Regions from separate parts of the Capra hircus genome. Here region 1 is linked to region 2. A link is a contact called in public Hi-C data. All regions are on one chromosome and are shown on one strand. Each heading gives the region's core, a stretch centred on a gene start, on an enhancer-like site or on the middle of the called end of the contact. The rest is flanking DNA. Distances are from core to core; before and after follow the strand shown.

The links. Hi-C and Micro-C count contacts between places; a contact is called where the count stands out from the background.
Region 1: a Hi-C map of blood shows a contact between it and region 2, with 2.0 times the contacts expected there. The contact joins two enhancer-like sites.

Annotation. Positions count from the first base shown.
Region 1 is chr5:108,659,914-108,666,500 of ARS1.2, reverse strand. It overlaps MICALL1 (MICAL-like protein 1), which reads right to left. Exons shown (of 16, transcript XM_018048741.1): 11 at 6,190-6,316; 12 at 5,973-6,063; 13 at 5,745-5,818; 14 at 3,227-3,341; 15 at 3,013-3,059; 16 at 234-2,017. The coding sequence ends at 1,896. Among named protein-coding and RNA genes, the nearest start is that of C5H22orf23, 12 kb to the left of the region's middle. Within about 2 kb of position 4,545, at least 5 of the 5 cell types and tissues checked have an H3K27ac peak or open chromatin away from gene starts, as enhancers often do.
Region 2 is chr5:108,615,393-108,621,433 of ARS1.2, reverse strand. LOC108636071 (a long non-coding RNA gene) reads right to left here and starts at 710. Exons shown (of 4, transcript XR_001918122.1): 1 at 609-710; 2 at 293-426. Within about 2 kb of position 4,598, at least 4 of the 5 cell types and tissues checked have an H3K27ac peak or open chromatin away from gene starts, as enhancers often do.

The sequences.
Region 1 (6,587 bases), core at 3,296-5,795, 45 kb before region 2:
GGGCTGGGGCTCCGGAACATTCCACGGGGAGCCTGTGTCCACACTCCCTCAAGAAGCCAAGGGCTCAGGGCGCAACCTGAGAAGGACGGCCGTCCTCTACCTTGAAGGCCGCAGCACGAGGCCCAGAGGCAGCGAACCGGAGAACCCAGGCCAGAGTCAGCCCACTCTGACACGGTAGGATGTACCCTTGATTTCAGTTCAAGTCAGTTTTACAAAGTACACACACGCTCCACTGGATTTCCAGTTTCTTTTGAAAAATGCAAAGATCTGGTCCCACTGGGCCCACATCCCACAGGCTACAGTTGACTTGGGTGAGGGACAACCTCCCCCGTGGTTGCGGTGTGTCCATCCCAGTTCACCCCAGTCCCTGCCACCCAGGTGTCCTGACACCAGGGCAGCCTGACGGGGCCGCCCCGCAGGACGCACCCAGCCAGGGCTCACGTGTGTCACCCGCCTGGCCCCCGAAAGGCGCTGGAGCTGGTGACCCCCATGGCAGGCCAACAGGCCCGTCAGCAAGGGGACGGTCGGAGGCAGCACTGGTCCCGGCAGAGGAAGGCGTCCTGCCCAGCGGCAGGGAGAGAGGGGCCAGGGCCCCCGGCGGTGGACAGCCCCTCCACGCCCTCCTGGGCCAGCAGAGATGCCGGCCAGGAGGCATGGCAGAGGCAGGCAAGAAGGGAGGCCTGGCAAGCGGAGGGCGGCCCAGGGCTGCAAGGCACTGGCAGCTGAGGTGGTCTCTGTTTATTGTCGGTGAGGAAAACCCTCTCAAGTTAATACAGTGTGATCTTTCCCTGGAGGTGTGCTGAGGGAAGGGCCCTAAAGGCACCCCGGAAATAGCTTATAGCAACAGTGCTTTGCCCCAAGAGCTGCTGGGCACGTCCCCTGGGGCGAAGGTGCTGGTCCCCATCGGCTCCTCCTCTCCCACAGCCGTCCCAGGGGGTGAGCGGCCATCAGTCCTTTGGAGGCGACAGAGTCGGGAGGGAACAGACAACAGGCGCGTGTGAGGAGACAGGCTGGCGCTGACCACCAGGGGCGGGTCTGCCGCACCCCGGCCCTGGGGTGGCGGGGAGAGCCCACGGGAGGGGCCGGGGCCACGGTGTGGGGTGAAGGGCCAGGGTTAGCACCTACAGGCAGCACGCCCGCCTGCTGCTGGCCTGGGGCCCGCCCGCCTCCCCCGGGGCCCGCCCTTGGGGGGCTCAGCTCCCGGGCACCCCACCCGCCCCAGCACCCTGTCTCGGGCAGGGAGACTTCCTGCAGAATGAGGGGAGGTGAGGGAAGCACCTCCTAAGACTTCGAGGAACAAAGGGAGGGGTCTGTCCATGAGGCCCCTTCAGGTCTTGAGGACACAGTAACTACCTCCAACTTTAATTAAGAGACTTCATAAATAGAGCTCCTGAGTGCGGAGAGAGAGAGGCAAGGCTGCCTGCCCTGCCAGGATGACAGGGACTCAGACCCAGGACGGCGGGGAGTGGGAAGGGGCCGCTGTGGCCGAGTCTGGCTTGCCGACCTGCCCAGAGGGCAGGAGACCCAGGCCAGAGGGTCCACCACAGGCAGACCCTCATAGGCAGACAGACCCTCTGCTCCCCTCCACACGTGGTACAGGAGTGAAGCGGGACCAAGGGCAGGGGCTCGTGGGACGAGACCCTGCTCGCTCCTGGGGTCGGTCACAGCATCTGGAGTCAGGAGAGCCAGGCAGGGGGCTCAGAGGAGAGGGAAGAAAAACTCTTTGGCCCAGACCAGCCAGAAGGCCCTGAGGAGGGAGAGGCCATCACCCAGAGGCTCCCTCCCCTAAGTCATCTTTCCTCTTGACTGATCCTGAAGGGACACAGAAGCTCCCCCCCCGCCCCGCAGAGCACAGCCAGTGCGGGGGTGGTGTCCCCAGCTGGCAGTCTGCACCGTTAGCTCCTGTCTCCAGGGCACTTGCTCTTGGTATCACGCTTGTTTCCTAGCAGCTTCAGCACCTTCATGGTCTTGAACTTGCCCTTCTTCTTGCTCTCGGACTCAGCCTCCTTCTGGAACTCTGCAGAAGGGAAAGGGCAGTTGATTGGGGCGGGCCAGGGAGTGGCAGCCAACAGTCTCAGCCCACCACCACCCCCACGTCGCCTGGAACCGTGGACATGTCCCTTCATCCTTTTGCATCTCCAGTTCTTCACCTCTAGGATGGGACCCCACCCCTTCCCAGCATTTCGGCAGGGATCGGGACACGAAGGCAGTGGGGGAGCCCTAGAGCACGACTGATGTTTTATCTCGAAAAGCCTCTATTCCCCTACAGCTCTGTGGCTCACAACACAAACACTGACTGTCAGAGCTAGAAGAAACCGCAGTCATCTGGCCCAGTCCCTCACTTATTATGGACAAGGAAAATGTGAGTTTGAAACAGATTACCACCAGCCAAGCTTTTTGTGGGTGCCAGGCCATGCCTAAATGCTTTATACAGGTTATCTCAGTCATCCTCAGCACCTGCCCAGGAGGTGGGTGCCTCTGTTCACCCCCATCCTGCAGACAAGGAGAGTGAGGCCTGAAGGGGTGAAGCGCTGGCACAAAGCCACCCAGCTGGGACGCGTCACAGCTGGGACCAGAATCCAGTCTAACTGGAGCCCAGACGGAACCGCAAGGCCACAAAATGAATCACTGAGGGAACCAAGATTAGGCCCAGGCCTCCTGACTCCCAGTCCAGTGCTCTCTCATCTTCTCCAAGGGCGGGAGTTGGGGGACTGCTCTTTGAACCCACAGACCGCTCCTGAACCAGCTATGGATCTCAAGGAGGAATGCACAGCTCAAGGCAGACATACCCTGGGAAAGGGCCCCATACGCCACCACCCTCCCTGTTGGTACCACAGCATTCCACACCCATCTTCCTGGCCATAGGTTGGCTTGCCTTGCTACACATGGCCTTCTTGGCAAAAGAAAGGCTTGCACACACTGTCCCTGTGGGTACCCCTTCCAACGCTGTGTTCAACCGGCCCCCCACCCTGCAGGAGTTCAAGCGGGCCAGAGCCCCAGGAGGGGCCTCACCTTTCTTCTTGATCATGGCTTCCAACATCTTATCTTCCTCTTCCTCCCTGAAATGAGACAGGGAAGCTGAGTGTCCCACAGGAGGAAGGGCCAGATAATCTCTCAGGCCCCTCCAGAGCCTCCACACAGGCTGAGCAAGGGGGAGCTGAGATGGTTGGTGGTGAAGGTCTCATCCCCAAGGAAGCCCCGGGAGCCCCGCCCCTAGCCAAGTCACCTCTGCCGGTCCTCGTCCAGGCAGTTGACGATGGCGTTGCGCTGCTCGATGAGGGTCACGAGCTCTTGCATCAGCACCTTCTCTCGGCCCCGGTCCTCCTCTGTCCAGTCCTTTTCTGCTCAAGGAGAAAAGCTGGGGACATGAGGCCCAGGAAGCAAGGAACCAACACCTAAGTGCTAAGGGTGACTGCCGATCAGCCCCACGCTGGACACCATGAGGATAAGGAGAAGCCCAGATGGGTGGGGATTACAGTTTTTGGAGAAACAGAGGTTGTTGCAGAAGAGACCAAGAATACCAGTCTGCCTACCAAAGAGACTCTCCCAGGGGGCTCTGAGAGGACCAGTACAACGCAGGCTCTGCGAACAGAGACCAGCGCGGCCCAAAGCGTTTCCTGTTTATGTTCACACATTCATGCAACCAGTGTTCACTAGGTGGTTTCTTGGGAGAGGCGGGATTAGGGCTGGGCCTGCTAAGAGTTTCCAATGGCGGGCTGGCAGGAGTGGGGAGATACCAGGGAACCCCAGGGAGCACATACAGGAGGAGCAACGTGACCCAAGAGGCATCCTCGGACACCCATCTAATGCCAGGAAGGAGGGGGGACTAGAACGGACCCTGGGGGTTGGGAGACCTGCCAGGAAGTGTCCCTGATATCTCAGACACCTGCTGCCCTCCCCCACCCCGTCTCCTGATTTCAAGAACGCAGGCCATCCCACAGAACCACACCCTCAGAGACCCACCTGCTCCTTGGTATTCCTCTAACCCAGCCTGCAGACTTCCAGGGGACAGATGCCCCCACATATGACCTTCCTAATACAACATCTGCCACTACAGGCTTCCTCACCCCTCAGCCATGGCACAAACCCGTACCGCCTCCTCTTGCCAAAACTGGACCAATGGCCCAGCACAGTTCCAGGGGACAATGTGGGTTTCAGAGTCATCACTCCAGTTCAAAGCCTACTCTGCTGTTTCTCGAATCTGGGGCCTGGGTAAGCTATGTCCGCAGCCTACACGGGGGAAAGCTGAGGCTCAGGGAAGCTAAGTCCCTGACCAGTGTCCCACGGCAAGGGTGGAGCCAGTGCCTGTTTCCGGGCAGCCCCATGTCCCCAAGCTACAGCCTTAATCTCCGGCCTACCTGGGGCCTTTAAACCAGTATCACCTTCCAAAGGCAACAACCAGGACAGGAAGACAAGCCCAGAATGCACTGCCATCTCACACAGGACTGGAGAAGTAACACACACAAGGCCCAGGGCCAGGCTGGCCTGGAGAACAGAGGTGCGGGCCCCTCTCTGGCCACAAGGTGTCGCTGCGGCTCCCTCGGCATGGTGGCCACGCCCCAGCCTCCGGAGATTTGGGAGTGACTCATAGAGGGCAGTGGAGGGCTGGGACATTCTGTGACTTCCCCAGGGGCATTCCTGACTCTGGGTCTCATCCAGCCTCCCAAGCTGCCCAGTCAATGGGAAAGCAGGGCCACCATCCCAGCCAGGAGGAGGGACTGTGTGTGTGCAGGCACACGGCCAAGTCAGAGACTCGGAAAGAAGCCCAGCTCCCCCACCAAGAGGCAAGTCTCAACCTCTCTGGCTCTCCGTTTCCTCATCTGTTCAATGGGAAACAACGATTCCTAACCACCTGGGCCAGAGGAAGTGGTCAAAAGCCCTGGCTCCTGCCTCTGGACGTGCCACAGTCCCGCAGTCTCTCTCAGCCCACAGCTGTGCTTCACCCCACGTCGTGGGCAGACCCCAACTTGGTCACGTAGTAAGCATCAGCCCCTCCAAGGGCACAGCACATTTCCACATCCCATCTCCTGTTCCTGAGAACGCCCTCCCAGGTGGGCACCTCCGTTCCTGTGTCACACACGGAGCCACTGAGACTGCGTGCCAAGCCCGGGATGTGCAGCCAACACACATCCTAAGGGCACCAGCAAGTTCCCGCAGCGCACAGGACGGTGTGGCTCCATGCCCAGCCCCTCCCAGTTGCTCCCCTCCATCCTCAGCACACCCCATCCCTCCCTCCCAGAGTCGCTCTGAGCCATGCCGTGCAGGGGGCCCTCCCACTGGCCGTCCCTGCACCAGCAGAGTCCTGCCACGCTCTGACCTAATGGCCATGAGCCCAGAGCTGCCCCAGGACAGAAACATGCTCTCCCTCACTCATCGAGGCAGCCCAGGGCCCTGGAGACTGACTGCCCCCAACCCTACACCCCAGGACCTACCCACCCACACCTTCCGGGGGAGGAGGGGGCCAAAAAAGGTCAGTCTGCTCCTGGCCTTGGAGAGGTCTCTGCAGGCCTGTCATCCGACACACAGATGTCACAGCCCCACGCGGGTCCCCTCTCCCATCTTGGCTTGAGTCTATTAACCCCCTGTTAGGACCAAGACAGCACCTCCCGCCATGTCCTCTGGCCCTGCTCCCACAGTCTGCTCAGGCCTCCCCATCAGGGCTCTGTCCGTCCTTCCCCAGCCCACTCCTCCGTGTCACCAGGCCCCAGGGCAGGTGACCGGGGACGGGGCGTGGCCACCATCACCTGGCTTGTTGAGAAGGCACCGGAGCTCGTACTCCACGTCGGCCTGCCGCTGCTCCAGGTTCTGCTGCTTGAAGCTGGAAAGTGGGAAGTAGGTGACTGTTATTTCTGCCCCGGCTGCCTGCCCTGCCCTGAGCTGATGCGGGAAGAAGGTGAAGATTCTCAGTCCTGAGCTCTGTGGATTCAGGGCAGGGGGGAGCCAGGCGGGGACGGAGGGGAGGCAGGACTCACACATAGATGAGCTCGGACTCCCGCCGAACCAGCAGGTGCTTCTCGTGAATAAGCTTGAACCAGTCCACCAGCATGTCGTCTTCACGGCCCTCTGCAAGCCAGGTGCTCACTGAGGCCAGGGCTGGCAAGGATGCCATGGCGGCTCCCACCCTGGGGAAGAGGCTTCCCCCACCTGAGTCCCCCCGACCCCCTGCCAAGCCCCCCACAGCCCCCACACCGTTCACTCCGCCACGCAGCTTCTCCTCCAGCAGGACCCCACGGTGTTCCAGGGCATCCAGCTGGCGCTCGATGGTGTCTATTTCTCCGTGGATATCCTCCTCGGGGATGTACTGGTCGGACTGGACCTGCCCAACAGCACCCAGTCACCTGCGATCAGCCCGCCCTCCCATCTGTCTGCCGCCAGGAGCTTCCCTCTGGCCAGTGCTGGCCTCCCAGGCTCTGTCCCACACCCCATGCCCTGGGTCCCAGTGCCGTCAGGCATGCCCAGAGGGTGACACAACTTTCTGCCTCTCTTGGCAACTTCCTCCCCTCCTCTGGCACTCCAGAAAGGACATCATAATATGAGAAAGAGACCCAAAGGAGAGAGAAACCAAGAACACTCTTAAGCTGTTTAAG
Region 2 (6,041 bases), core at 3,349-5,848:
TACAAAAGAGCAACAGGTATCTTTCAGCCAAGCCCCGGGTATTCCTGGATTTCTTTAGGTCGAGCCCTGCCCACCCAGTACCTTTCCATTGGGTGGGCATTGTTGCCCTGCTATCTTTTAGCTGAGCCCCACTCAGTGTCTAGTGAGTGGGGTATGCCCCAGTTTATTTCAATCGCCCCCCCCCCCCCAGTATCATGTTTCAACTGGGAACAGGCAAGTAACCTGCTCCACCACCAAATAAAACCCACAATCACAACCAATACAGGAGATCCGAGAACCAGGACCGACTTACCCAAATTCATCTGCACGCCCCAAGAGGGCGGATGGGCACACCACTGCTGGTATCAAAGCTCTGGTTCCTCACGGAGTTCAGGCGAAGGAGGGAAGTCCACTGGGTCACTTCGTCAATCGCCATAACTGTCTAAACTGACAAAAAAGATGCACAACTTGAGAGCTGCGAGTTAAATTTTATTTGGGGCAAAATGAGCACTGCATCCCAGGAGACAGCGCCTCAGATAGCTCTGAGAGACTGCTCCAAAGAGGCATTAGGGGAAGGTCAGTATAAAAGATTTTGGTAAAGAAGGAGTTCAATGCAATCAAGCACTTACTTTACAAGAGGTTTTCTGCTAGTCACCGGGAGCTGATATCATCATGACGGGATTTAGTGCTTTTCTAGATAGGAAGTTACTGACTGTGGGGCAAACTGAGTCTTGCTCTGGTGGGCGGGGCTGTGCTCAGTAAATCTTTATCCAATTTTCCGTTGATGGGTGGGGTTGTGTTCCCTCCCTGTAGTTCCCTCCCTGAGGCCAAACTATGGTCAGGGTAATGGCAGTAATGGTGAGCTCCTTCAAAAGGACTTAAGCCAGCACTCTGGGGCTCCCAGGACTGTTGTATTCAGTGCCCCGACCCTGTGGCAGGCCACTGTTGACCCACGCCTCTGCCAGAGACGCTGGGACCCTCACGGGCAAGTCTGGCTCAGCCTCTTGTGGGAACCCTCTCCTTCCTCCTGGGTCCTGGTGCACACAAGGCTCTGTTTGTGCCCTCCGAGTGTCTCTGGCAGGTAAGAGGTTTGATTCTAAGTGTGATTTCTGTGTGGATCACAACAAACTGTGGAAAATTCTTAAAGAAATGGAAATACCAGACCACCGGACCTGCCTCCTGAGAAACCTGTATGCAGGTCAAAAAGCAAGAGTTAGAACTGGACATGGAACAATGGACTGGTTCCAAATTGGGACAGAATTACATCAAGGCTGTATATTGTCACTCTGCTTATTTAACTTATATGCAGAGTATATCATGAGAAATGCTGGGCTGGATGAAGGACAAACTGGAATCAAGATTGCCGGGAGAAATATCAATAATCTCAAATATGCAGATGACACCACCCTTATGGCACAAAGTGAGGAGGAACTAAAGAGCCTCTTGATGAAAGTGAAAGAGAAGAGTGAAAAGGCTGACTTAAAACTCAACATTCAAAAAACAAAGATCATGGCATCCCGTCCCATCACTTCATGGTAAATAGATGGGGAAACAGTGGAAACAGTGTCAGACTTTATTTTGGGGGGCTCCAAAATCACTGCAGATGATGATTGCAGCCATGAAATTAAAAGATGCTTACTCCTTGGAAGAAAAGTTATGACCAACCTAGATAGCATATTGAAAAGCAGAGACATTACTTTGCCAACAAAGGTCCATCTAGTCAAGGCTATGGTTTTTCCAGTAGTCATGTATGGATGTGAGAGTTGGACTGTGAAGAAAGTTGAGCACCGAAGAATGGATGCTTTTGAACTGTGGTGTTAGAGAAGACTCTTGAGAGTCCCTTGGACTGCAAGGAGATCTAACCAGTCCATTCTAAAGGAGATCAGTCCTGGGTGTTCATTGGAAGGACTGATGCTGAAGCTGAAACTCCAATACTTTGGCCACCTCATGCGAAGAGTTGACTCATTGGAAAAGACTCTGATGCTGGAAGGGATTGGGGGCAGGAGGAGAAGGGGACGACAGAGGATGAGGTGGCTCGATGGCATCACCGACTCGATGGACATGAGTTTGAATAAACTCCTAAACTCCGGGAGTTGGTGATGGACAGGGAGGCCTGGCGTGCTGAGATTCACGGGGTCGCAGAGTCGGACATGACTGAGCAACTGAAGTGAACAGTATGGTTGTGAGAGTTGGACCATAAAGAAGGCTGAGCGCCGAAGAACTGGTGCTTTTGAACTGTGGTGTTGGAGAAGATGCTTGAGAGTCCCTTGGACACCAAGGAGATCAAACCAGTCAATCCTAAAGGAAATCAGTCCTGAAAATTCACTGGAAGGACTGATGCTGAAACTGAAGCTGCAGTTCTAGTACTTTGGCCACCTGATGCACAGAGATGCATTAGAAAAAACCCTGATGCTGGGAAAGATTGAGGGCAGGAGGAGAAGGGGACGACAGAGGATGAGATGGTTGGATGGCATCACCAACTCAATGGGCATGAGTTTGAGCAAACTCCGAGAGATGGTGAAGAACAGGGAAGCCTGGCGTGCTGCAGTCCATGGGGTCACAAAGAGTCGGGCATGACTGAGCGACTGAACAACAACAATAGATATGAAGAAATGCAAAGATTGGGGTCACGAAATCAGTTCCTGAAAACATCTATCTAAAGACCCGACCCACCAGATTCCCTGGAACACAGAGGGCCTCACTCCACCCTGAACTCCCTCAGCGGGTATTGAAAGCCATCAGCTGCAGCAGCACAGGGTTCAGTCTCCTCTAGGCAGACGGCAAATGCCCTTATTGTTCTTGTTCATTTGCTGGCAAATTCTCTTGGCCAGTGTCAATTTGTAGTTGACGGGATCTTCAAATTGGCCGCCCTCTGCCTCCCTCACAGCTTCTTCCTGATGCCCTTCCTCCATCCCAAATCCTGGCTCCTGACTCCAAGCAACAGCCCATGCCAGGCCCTCTCCAGTGCGCAGGGCAGGTGGGGGTGGGGCGGAAAGGTCGCAGAGAATAGGAGACAGCGCAGGCCCACCCACACTCTCCGTTTGCTGGAGAGGGTGAATACATTCAGCATTTATTCATCCTATGTCTCTGCCTTCTAGAAAGGACTTAAAGCACGCCACTTACTGACACACTCACATTGTTTCGTTTGATAAGCCTCATTCACTCACTTCCTCGTGTATTCATCGTTCGTTCATTCATCCAACTATTTCTCCTTACTGCAGAGCGCATTGCTGCCCCCTTTTCTCTGGTGTTCAGGGGAGGTCTTGGCCCATTAGATCCCACAGTCTTACCCAGCACTCTAAAACTGCAGGGCTGCAGCCTTTGGACAACAGCCGGTCCCACTGACTTTGCAGATGAGGAAATGGTTAGCATCCACCCGAGGTCAAGGCCATTCTGGGAAGAGCAGCCCCATCTCAGGCTTGCGGTCCAGTCCACGCTGTGGACAGGGAGCCAAGGCCACCAGAGGCTGGTCTATGTGGTGAGGAACCAGCTGCAGCCTTGGGATCTGACAATCAGGGTTCCAGCCCCAGCTGTTCAGGGCCGCTGCCCAAGTTCTTACGCCCTGGGCATGTCCACCTAAACATCTCACAGGGCCTTGAGTGCATGTCTGAACCCAGTTCTCTACCCACCTGCACATGCTTCCTGTTTCAAGCTGCCCCATCTGCCCCCATCTCATGGGAGGTTCCACTGTCTCCTCAGCTGCAAAAGCCAGAGGACTGGTCGTCTCTTTCCCTTCCCCTGCCAGCACCCTGCAAGAGCTCCTCTATGGCTGGGCTACTCTAGACAAGCACCTCAGCCTCTCTGTGAATTGGCCTCTACCCTGTCTCGACACAGACTTGCCTTGGGTCCACCCAGGAATAGGGAATAGAGAAAGCCCTTGGGTGAGTCAGTAGGCCCTGAGTCTGAGCTCCACCAGCAAACAGCCTTGCTTATCCATATAATCTATGACTCTGAATTCCAAGGTCATGGCCAGCTAATAACAATGGACTTCATTCTTTCATTGCACATGATGGCCAGGTGCTGTGCTAAGTACTTCATATAATTTAATTGAGGGAAATGCTACTACCCTCCGAGTTATAGATGAACAAATAAAGCATTGAGAAGCTAAGTAACTTGGCCCACGGTTACACAGCTAGTGTGTGGAGCCGGGATTCAAACCCAGGTCTGACCAAGCCCGAGCCCACACACTTTGCTGGGCTGCTTTCTGTTTCTGGCACAGGAAGGTTTGGTAAGGGGCACCACCCAGAGCTCCCCATTCCCAGCTAATAAAACCGTAAAACGGGACCATCAGGACTTCCCTGGTGGTCCGGTGGCTAAGACTCCACGTTCCCAATGCAGGGGGCCAGGGTTCAATGCCTGGTCGAGGAACTAGATCCCACATGCCCACAACAGAAAACAGATTGTGTGCGCTACAACTAAGACCCGGTGCAGTCAATTAAACCTAAAAACAAACAAAAAAATCCTCACTCCCATTACACGTGGGAGGATCATGAGCCTGCTTCTTCCACTCCAGACAAGCTGGAATAAAAGTCTTGCGAGCTGACTGCAGCTGCTCGGTGCCCTGCATTCCTCAAGCGGTACCAGGCGGAGTTCAGCTGTGCCTGCCCCCTCACTAGGCCTGCCGGCTGCCCAGCACTGTGACTGGACATGTGCCAAGACACTGGGAAGCGGCCCAAGCCAGGCGCTTACACAGTGGTTCTGTGTGACCTTGGGTTCCTGAAATGGCCTGTCTCCTGTTAAGAAGAGTGCTGAGGGGCTGGGTCAGACACGGCACACCTTGAGCTGGCATAATTTCAGTGGTGGAGACAGGAGACTCCGACATGAACTATGCATCTCTGATGGTGAATTCAAAACAAGTTAACACCAGGGGCGCCCAGGTGCGTCTGTATCCTGTGAGCCACCATTGCCCAGTGTCAGGACGGGTGGTGGGCGCAGGAGAGATGACACTGCACGAGCCCTCCTTAAGAAGGCCAGGAACCAGAGAATGGACAGGCCCCGGGGAGGGGGTGGTAAGGAGGCCTGGCTGGCACTGGATCCCAACTCTGCCACTTGTTAGAATCCAGCAAGCTAACAGATGAAGTATTTGGAAAACTACCAAGAGCTCTCTGAATGTTTGGACTTATTACATATTAACAAAGAGCCTGCCTTTGGCTTTCCTTGCGTCTCAGAGACAGCACAGGCTTTCGAACTGGGCTGACCTGCATTCTGTCCTCGGTCCTCTTTAGCTCCTGGGACTTGGACAAGTCATGTAACTTCCCTGGCGGAGAAAGGCCTCCCAGCTCGGACTCAGGCACAGCCCTAATAGTCTCCACAAGGCCTATATATGACCCAGAACCTCTTCCTTCCCTCCCGCTTGCTGGCTCTGCTCCAGCTGGCCTTCTCACTACGTTCTCTCAACATATAAAACATGCTCTGGCCTCAGGGCCTTTGCACTTGCAAGTTTTCTCTCCCTAACACATTCTCCAGGTATCTGCAACGTTGCCTCCTTGCCTCTCTGCCCAAATGATGCCAATTAGGGTGATGACCATACAGTTCAAAACAGTAACTCCTATCCTTGATTTTTCTCTATAATATACATCACCACCCAACATGCTCTGCGTGGTTTATAACCTGCCTCCACGCGTTAGAATTTAAGATGAGGCCAGGGACTTTATTTTTTTCTTTTTAATTAAAAGTAATTATTTGTTTTTTATGGGTTTTGCTTTTTTACCCACTTCCTTTCTTTCATGCCTAGCAACACCTGGTTGGCTCACCAGGTGAAAAAAGGATCCAATCTTCTGTGCATGAAATCCTACAATGGGCCTGAAACACAGCAGGCATTGTTAGACTCCTAGAGCTGCTGTAACAAATTACCACGAAGTTGGTGGTTAGAACAGAAACTTATTCTCACAGCTTTGGAGGCTGAAAATCCAAAATCAAGGTACCAGCTCTGGTGGAGAGCACTCCCTCGGCCCTTGCAGCTTCCGGGGGCTCCAGGTGCCCCTTAGCTTGTGGCTGCCTTTCTCTAATTTCTACCTTTCTGTGGCCCTCTTCCTCCCTGTGTGTCTCTGAGTCTAAGGACA